2 separate regions of the Gossypium hirsutum genome follow, and region 2 is linked to region 1. Evidence: chromatin contacts called from public Hi-C data. All regions are on one chromosome and are shown on one strand. The core of a region is the stretch at or near the end of the contact, and the rest is flanking DNA. Distances in the headings are between cores, read along the strand shown. Region 1 holds the start of LOC107901351 (zinc-finger homeodomain protein 6). Region 2 holds the start of LOC107901383 (GATA transcription factor 18).

The links. A called contact is a pair of places that touch in the nucleus more often than the background predicts.
Region 2: a contact with region 1 is called in a Hi-C map of leaf, with 2.8 times the contacts expected there. The contact joins the promoter of LOC107901383 here to the promoter of LOC107901351 in region 1. A contact is called at or near these places in 14 of 34 Hi-C or Micro-C datasets (anther, callus, hypocotyl and 3 more).

Annotation. Positions count from the first base shown.
Region 1 is chrA11:26,736,094-26,740,885 of Gossypium_hirsutum_v2.1, reverse strand. It overlaps LOC107901351 (zinc-finger homeodomain protein 6), which reads left to right and starts at 3,319. Exons shown (of 2, transcript XM_016827312.2): 1 at 3,319-4,024; 2 at 4,214-4,792. The coding sequence starts at 4,454.
Region 2 is chrA11:27,007,823-27,012,605 of Gossypium_hirsutum_v2.1, reverse strand. LOC107901383 (GATA transcription factor 18) reads left to right here and starts at 3,021. Exons shown (of 2, transcript XM_016827377.2): 1 at 3,021-4,491; 2 at 4,583-4,783. The coding sequence starts at 4,051.

The DNA of each region.
Region 1 (4,792 bases), core at 2,070-4,569:
AATACACAGGCACGAATCCATAAAAATGAGAAAAATAAATTAAAGTTAATATAGATTTTATGAATGATGTTGGAAATTTACTTAATTTAATTATCGTAATATTTTAAAAAAAATTATAATACCTTTTTTGTAAGTGAAATAATTATTGATGTTATTTCATTTAGTTGTTTTATTAAAAAAATATAAAAAAATATAGCTTCCTAAAATTATTATTTTTTAAATTATAATAATTTTTTCATAAGTTAAATAACTATGAGATTGATTCATTTAATTGTTTTGCAAAAAGGAAAAAGAATCTAAATAAAAATAAATACCAATAATATTAGAAAAATATTTAAGTTAACTCCTTTCTCATTTATGATTTTGTTTGTCTAACTTATTTAAGATCTTTCAACTTTATCATAAATCATTAAATATCATAACTTAAAATTTAGAAAGTATTGTGAACCAAAATTAAATTTAAAATATAAATTTACATTGTTATCAATTAAACTGATCTCCCACCTCTTTGAATGCCATTTTTATTTGAATATATAATTTACTACTAATTTCATTATCAATGTTAAAAATAAAGCTATAATACTAAAAATTATCTTATCTTTTATTTTATTTAAATGCTTATTGAAACTAGTTAAATATTATTACAATTTAAAAATAACTTATATTAAAATGATCTTAAATTATTATTATAATATTTTTTCCTAATTTAATTTAATTTTAATTAAATTACTTAAAACACTTATAAAATAAATATGTTTTCTTCTTTTTCGATGTTTTATGCAACCAATTTTTTAATTCTTTCGGTTCTTAGGAAGTCAAATTTTTCATTTTCAATTCCAATTCCATTTTTAATTTTTAATCAAATACCAATTTTTGATAACACCACCGATGGTTTTCAATTTTCAATTTTTTTTGAAGGTTTTTTTTTCTTTTTCTTTTAGTTGTTGGTTTCGATTTTTTGTTTGTACTATTATTGAGGTTCAGATTTATGATGAACATCAGACTATATTATTATTGTGCTATTTACCCCCTTCAAACAAGTCTTGTAAGGAGACTCTGATTTATGAAAGAGAAATCTCTCAATTGAGGATGTATCTGTTGAGCAAAAACAAGCTCACAAGCGAGTTTTGTTTGAATAGCAAGTTAGATAGGCAAGCCTCGATTTTGGTAGCATCAAGGAAGCGAAACAATAGATGTCGCTATTGTAAGAAGTTAGGTCACGTCAAGATAGATTATTACAATCTGCGAAATAAAAGGGTTGCTGCGAGCAACAAGGAAGATTTAGCTGATGCTAATTTGGTCGATGACAAGGGTGATGAATTCTTGTTGGTGTCAATAAGTGAAAGCTTTGAACTTACATCCAAGTGGATTATGGATTTGGGGTGTTCTTTTCATATGTGTCCTAACAGGGATTGGTTCTCCACATACAATTCAGTTGAAGGTGGAGTTGTGCGTATGAGGAATGGTTCATCCAGTAACTGTTTAGATCAGGATACACGACAGGACAATCAGAACACTGTCAGACGTCATGTATGTACCTAATTTAAAAAGAAATCTCATCTTCTTAGAAAATTTGGGCTCGAAGGGTTGTAGAATTAACATCGAGTCAAACATCATTAAGGTATCTCGTGAGACTCTTGTTTTTATGAAAGGTAAAAAGATTTACAGTTTTTATGTTTTAGAAGGATCAACAGAGACTAGTGAAATGGGACGTCCCTCGTCCGTTAAGGAGTCAAAGTTAACTCTTTTGAAGCGGAGACAACTTGGTCATAGTAGGGAAAAAGGTATAACCGCTTTGTATAAGAGAGGTTCTCTTTTGGATGCAGGTTTTGAAAAGATAAGGCACTACGTTAGTGAAAACAGACCCAGGTCAGTTTTGATTTGGTAGTGCACAAGTTGAAGGCTAAAAGTCTTTCAGCTTCTAAGCAGAACTTCGACTCAGCAAATATCTTGCATAGTTCGAGATAGGCCCGTGGAGGGCTTTGGTAAAGAAGGCCTTGTGGAAATATGAGTCAATGTGAAGATTTTTGGAGTATGTCTCACATTTCGGTCAAATTAAGACACAATTAGAGAGTGACGTTGCAATAAGGAGGAACTCCTTGTCCCGATGAGCTGCAGATGTCACGACGCAACACCACATCGTCTTGACGATGCGAATTCCATGTCACGACGTGGCGACGTGTCATGCAATTTTCTCGATTTTTTTCTCCTGGTTAAACTCTGATTATTTGTTTCAGTCGAACTGTGATTAGTGTAAATTATTTTAATATTATTTAACTTACGAATTTAGCCTATAAATAGGCCCGTTTTCCACCCTAGAAAAATAACACATTATACATTTAGGTATTAGCTTTTACAAGCTTTCAGAGAATTTTTGTTTATATTTTGAGGGTTTTTATTTCGGGTTTCAGGGTTTAATTTTTATCTCTATCTTTGTTATATGTTGTTAATTTGTCATCACATATGCTCATTTTAATCACTCAACTTTAATAAATTTTCATTTTGATCATTCATTTTATTTTTAAAATTAATTTTTAATTGTTAAAAAAACCTTGAGTTTTTATAGGGAAATGAGTTATTTAGTTGCTAAGATTAAATCTAAAATTTTCACTTGTAACTCAATTTCAAATGAAAACTCAAATCTTTTCTTGTAGTGAACCATAACGTTTTCATTTTTATTGAAAAACTAAATTCTAAAAAAAAAGAAAAAGAAATTAACTAGATATTATAAATTTCCCTCCAAAAATCTAAGTTTTTCCTTTAGAAATCCAGATAACTTTCTCTAAAGCCCTAGATATTTTCCTCTTATTAAAAAAACTAAAATTAATTATTAAAAAGAAGAAATAAAAAAGATAAATTGATTTTTACTATAAAAATTAAAGTAAAATCTCAAGTTTTTTTGCTTCCCTTTTTCTAAGAAAAAAAATTAAAATTAATTGTAAAAAATAAAAATAAAGAAAAATAAAAACAAGAAAATAAGTTTTCCTATTGAAAAAAAAACTAAAATTAGTTCTCAGAAAAATAAAATAAGTGATAAAAATAAAAATTTACTAAGTTTGGTTACTATATAAGATCAAATTAATACTAAAATAATAAAAATATCTAACAACACTCATATTGCAAACTTTTTATTTTTTTATTAAAATTAAGTTACCAACAGAGTAATTTACCTAAACCTTTTAATCGAGATAGGTTTAGAACCAAAAACTTTGCTGCAGTTGGACTGAAACAAACCATGCTTCAAGAGAGAAAAAAGAGAGAGAAAGCGAATCCGAGACACACTAAAAGGACAAGTTCAGTGCTGTGGACCACCATATCTTCACTTTAATTCCTGCAAGCCCACAAAAGATAATAAAAGGGGTCCTCCCCTCTCCTCCTCTTTATTTTTTGTTTTTTCCTCCTCTTCCTTGCTGATTATCTCTTTAAGAGATTCCGTAATCAGCTTTTGTTTCTCATGGAACTGTCTTAGTGTGGCCAACCAAACAACCCTTTCAATTCAATTCTTTCAACACACACACACACATACTATATATATATATATATGTTGCCTCCATAGAATCTTACTTTGCCTTGCTTGTTTGGGGTTTGTTTAGGGTTACAAAGAGTGGGGATTATATCAGACAGAGAGGAGAGACTAGAAGATGTCAGTTGCCAAAAATGAAATGTGTTGGGCGAGGCAATAATTAGGAGCTGGACCAGTGTGCAAGCTCGGAGAGGGCTTGTCGGTTGTACCATGTCTCTTAGTGCCACCATCCTCTAATGCTCATCACTGGTTTTTGAGAGTACAAACCAAACCCACCTGTTTCCTTTGATTGATGGATTTTATGGGGTCAATTGGGTGATGGGAAACACAAACCCCTTCACAAATCTCTCTTTATCCCTCTCTTCTCCTACCAACCATCTCCTTAGTTCACCTTCCTTAATTTATGCTAAAACAACGCTTTCCTGCTTGGTTTGGTCTTAAATTGAGTTTCGAGGATTCTTACAGAAAAAAACATCTGTGATCAAGTTTTAATTCATCAAGGTAAGCTCTTTGTAAACTTGTCTCAGCTAAGGGGCCCCATATCATAGTCCCCTTTCCTGTTTCAGCTTCCAAAACTATATTTTTATCACTTTTCTCGGGTGTTTATATATATAATTAAATTTATTTTAGTCACTTCAAATTTTTTTCATTTGTCTCTACACTGCTCAAGCACTTGCGTTTCGTCTCCAGGAACAGGAAATCGGGATTTAGTGAAACGAGTTGGTGGGTTTAGCACTAAAACGTCAAAGTCAGGGATAATTTTGTCTTTCCCACTAATTATTTCTTTGATCAAGTGAAGAAGTGGTGATGAATTAGGGTATGAAATTATTGCATGTGGTCATGATGATGGGTTTGAGAACATATAGATTACTAGTTCATTAATTCCCTAATAATAAAAAACTGAGATCGAAGGCTTAGATCAAGGTTTTAATGGAACTGAGAGGCCAAGATAATAAGGAAATGGGGATGCCAAGCTCTTTTAGTTACAAAAATCAACTCAACAAAGACTCATATTCTTCAGCACCTGTAAATTCAGCTACGGGAGAAAGAAGAAGAGATCGAACGGTTCGTGGTGACCCCAACCTACCTCAAACCCTAGATGATCCACTTTCAGTACCTAACCCCAGAAGAGATCCGGACCCAGATCCAGTTTCAGCTTCCACAGCTACCACTGGTGAGATAGCAGCTGCGGCAGACAGCAGATCACCGCCAACACCGGAGCCCCAACCAGTCGCTGGTCCAACGTCGGCAACCATCAGCTTCACTCCT
Region 2 (4,783 bases), core at 1,772-4,271, 270 kb before region 1:
GATATATATATATATAAATATTAGTTAAAGTAAGTGTATCTTCCAACAGATACTTAGAAGAAGAAGTGCAGTTTTTCCGTAAATTCAAAACTGGAATCTGAATGATGATCAATTGTCATTTTTCGTGAAAAAAAGAAAAATAATCTCCTAATACGTCTTATATATATATATATAAAGGCTGACGTTTTTCACGCTTTACATTGCTAAAAACCAATAGGACAATAGGTAAGGTAGAAGGTGCAATATAAACAACTTAAAACCGCAAAGCTTTCTGCCATCAGATCATCAACCTTTTTTCCTTCGCCAGAAGGAATAAAGATGCAGCAGACAAGATATTGGAAAAGACCAGTCAACAAATTATATTCAATATATAGGATCTTTATAGGGTACAACTGAATGGAATTTACTGCCACAAAAAGAAAAAAACTTACTGTTGATTCAACGTTATGATTCAATATTTTAGTATCATAAAAGAAAATGGCGGATGAAAAAAAAGAAAAAAAGAGTGTCCATATCGTAAGCTTAAAGCATTTAAAATATAAATGTTTGGGTTTGGAAATTTGTGTTTTGTTGCAGGGAAAAAAGGGTTATAGATAGAGATTCAAAGTATTTAAAGAAGGGAAAAATAAAAAAAGGAAGGGTTTACGTAAAGGACATGCATACAAATGACAGTCAAGGAAGACTAGATCCAGTCCAATGATACCTAACCCTTCTAAGGCATTCATCCATTTCTTTTTCTAACCATCTTTTTTTTTTACTTAATTATTTTGGGTTTGGTTTTAGGATTTATATTTGATGTAACCATGTATAAGTTGGTATATCTAAATAAATGAAATTCAGATAAGCACAAGTGCAAGGAGTTTAATCCTTGGGATAAACTCGTAAAACCAAAGAAAGAAAAGAAAAAGGTGCTAAATTTGAACGTAAGGTTTAGGAAGATAGTGATTAGACTTCCTTGGAGGCGACAATTAGAGGTTACAGTGACCCTTAGATTAGATGCCCATTGATACTGACAACAACTTATCTTTCATAGGACGGCTTACTATATTTGTTTTTCAAACAAGCACTCCTTTTTCTAAATGTTGGTCCGTTGGGTCGTCGGATCCTTTGTTTTTTTCTTCTTCTTCTTCTTCAAACAAACACTCCTTTTCTCAACTTACCTTTTTCTTTTCCCATCCTTCATTAAAAAAAAAAAAACTCAATCTCCCAAGAAACATTCCAGTTGTATTCTCGTTGCTTTTGAGGAATGTTAAATTAATGCGGTCTCTCATTATTTAAAAGCCTGTTGCAAGGGTCTTTCCTTGTTTATCACATTTTTGCATGCCATGCATGGCATGCAAAACCCAACCCAACCCAACTCTACAATTTTTTACATTTTTAAAAATAAAATAAAACAAAATCTACACCCTCACGATACCCTCGTGGCACCTTGAGAATTGAAAAAAACCCTGAGACGATCTGCTTTGATTTCCCTTGGAAAAACCATAAAAACTATCCTAAGCCCTAAAATTAGTGGACCCCACCCCAACGAGTCACATAGCATCATGATTAAATTCGGGAGCATGAAAAAAATAAAAACGCCATCCAAAACATTAAATCATCTTCGATGGGTTTCGTGGGTTTGAGATGATTAAGCAAATCCCAGAGTTTCCCATTAAAAAAAATCTCCTCGAATTTTATGGGCATTTGAGCTCCTCCCCCACTCTCCTCTCCTCGGCGTGTTCTCCACGCTCGCATCGATCATTTGTGGGTCGCGTGGCGGAAAATGATGATTGGAAATGGCGACACTATCTCGGGCTACTCACAGGGTTTTTTTTGTGTGTGTTTTCGTGGTTTACAAAGCGGTGAGAAGAGCATCTTTTGGAAAGCGGTGGCCGTCCCGTTTGTCGAACTAAGTAAGGCCCCTCACCAATCTCTAGACGATCTGATTCTTTTTTTTTTCCTCTCCTTCTCTCTCTCTTCATATCTTTTTGAATCTTTCCATCATATTCTTCATGAGATCAATTGAATATTATTTTGGGTTTTTTATTTTGGTTTGGGGTTTAGCCATGATGATGTGGGGTCATTTCTGAGTGTTCCCTTTTTTTTTTTTGTTTCTTAATTTCTCAAAATTTTTGACCTTTTTCTTTTTGTGATTTCCCATCTTTGACTCAAACATCTTTCTTTTCTTTCTCTCTTGGTAAGCTAAGTAGAAACAGAGATGTTTGTTGCTTTGATGATTGCAGAGTATCTCATTTTGATACCTTTATTTTAAATTTAATTTTTTTCATTTCATTTCCCCTTTAGCCTTGTTTCCAGTGTTGGGGATTTTACTATTTGCTAAGACAAAATACTAGAAACCAAAAGGCTTTTTCGGGGTGGTGGTGATGGGTTTTAGATACGGAACATGAAGAGATGATTATCATGACGATATTGGCTTTGGTTTTTTGAGAGAGGTTCACGTGATTCCAGGGTACGGTTTGGTTCTTATCATAGTAACCTTGAAAACTTGATTATCTTTTTCTTTTTGAAGGGACGAATGGATTGGACTTGCCTATGACTATAACAACTAACGGAGACGCCGTTGTTATAATAGCAGTGTTCATAGCTCCGCTGAATACACTTATAAATAAATTTATCAACTTAATTTATCCTTCCCCCACTGCCAAAACCAGTGCGTGACAATCACTAACTCCTTCCTGTATACCTGATCATTGAAGACATAGTTAAAGTTAAAACCTTTCAGATATCACAAACCAACAAAAATTTTAAATAAACAAGTATTACTAAGTGATCAATGGTTATGGGAAATTACAAAATATGTCTTTATTCTCTATCCAACTTGGAAAACAACAATTTTAAACTTCAGACACTAATTTTTCTTTCAAACTATAATCAAAACGATGGTGTTTTTATTACACTGAGAGCACGAGGGAAAGGTATAAAATCCTGGGAATGAATAATACCCTTCGGCAGTGGGGACTGGAGCGTGGGAAAAACGCCGCAGAGAGAAGGGGCGTGGGGGGGCGGGGAGGGGTGGAAATGTTCCATTTTCCTTGGGAGGCTGGCAATGACAGAGGAGAGGGGGCAGAGATACGGATACGGACAGAGGTTTTGATGTATTGGGTTTTAGAGTAATAGGGCCTCGTGATCGGAGAAGGCAGATCCATGGAAGACTGTTCCCGCTAGTCACGTGGCCCTCTTTTGACTACCCAATGACCAACCCATTGCTTTGCTTTGTTACGAGCGCCCCCCCCTCCCCCACCTCCCTTTTCCCCTTCAGTTTTGGAGTATAAATTCCATTGCCCACAACACCACCTAGTCCTCAACTTGCAAATAGTAGAGCCTTATTAGTTATTTCTCTATACTATCCCCTCCACCCTGACCCAGACTCTGACTGGCCGACTTATTTTTCTTTTTTCTCTTTACTTAATATTTAAGAGTACAAGTATACTAGTAGTATTTTAACTATATTTATGCATAGTTTATTGTGTTTTTTTTTGGGGAGGTTTTCTAAAAGTTTATTTCTCTATCTGTAACATGCAACCTGGGACCCTCTCTGTCTGTATCTTTATGTCTCTCTTGCTATACAAGCATGTACATCTCTCCATTTGCATTTGACGACAACGTGGACTACAGGTGCTGACTGGTATTTCGCCATTTTATTAGCTTATAAAGCTACCAGACAACAACTCTTCTCAGTCCCCCCCTCTCTCTCTCTTTTCTCTCAACTTCTTATTCAAACACTATATTATTGCACTTGGCTCTCAGTTTTACTATTTGGCTCGTACTATCCTGCCATTGCCCTTTAACTATACACTCCCACCATCAAATTCTTTCTATTTTCAATTACATTAGCTTGTTCTTTTTCCATTCATCTTCAATCCCTTTGTTTCTTCGTTTTTCATTTTGTTCTCACTGATCAGTTGGCGATTGTTGGTTGGTTTTTTGATCATTCTGAATCTACCCCCATTCGATCTTCGTGGTCATCCCATAGTGCTGAAATTGAGGTGACAGTGGGTATAGTTAGGCCTTTGACACATATTCATAGAGAAACCGATTGCGAAAACAATGCACAGGTGCAGTAGCTCTCAGGGAAACATGGTGGGTCCATGTTCATGTGGCCTGTATCAAAGCCAAAGCAACTCCTCGTGGCTATTTTCCATGCCGAACCACCGATCTTGCGATGAAACCAACATGTACCCTTTCATGCCCTCTTCATCTTCTTCCGTTGATTGCACTCTCTCTTTGGGAACTCCATCCACTCGTCTTTGTGAAGACGACGACAAGCATATCCGCCATGAACGTAGTAACCCTTGCATTTCCAACTATTGCTGGGACATGTTGCAGAACAAGAGCGCACCTTATTCACACCAAACCACCAAAGCTAGCCGTGGAAGCAATGGAAATAGCAGTAACGGCTCAGGCAACGATCCTCTCTTAGCTCGCCGCTGCGCCAACTGCGACACTACTTCAACCCCACTTTGGAGGAACGGGCCGAGGGGTCCAAAGGTATACCAAAATTTCCAAATCCGAATCTCTCCATTGTTTCTTCGGGATAAAAAAACAAACAACCTTATATCCTTGTTTTTGTTAATTGCAGTCACTTTGCAATGCCTGCGGGATTCGATTCAAAAAAGAAGAAAGAAGAGCTACAGCAGCAAATGCAAACAACTCATCGAGTGCAACAGCTTCAATGCTGGAACAGCAACACCATGGCTATCAGTATCACCACAACAATTCATGGGTTCATCAGAACCAAAAAATGCCATGTTTTTCCCCTCTTAATGAATTCAGGTTCATT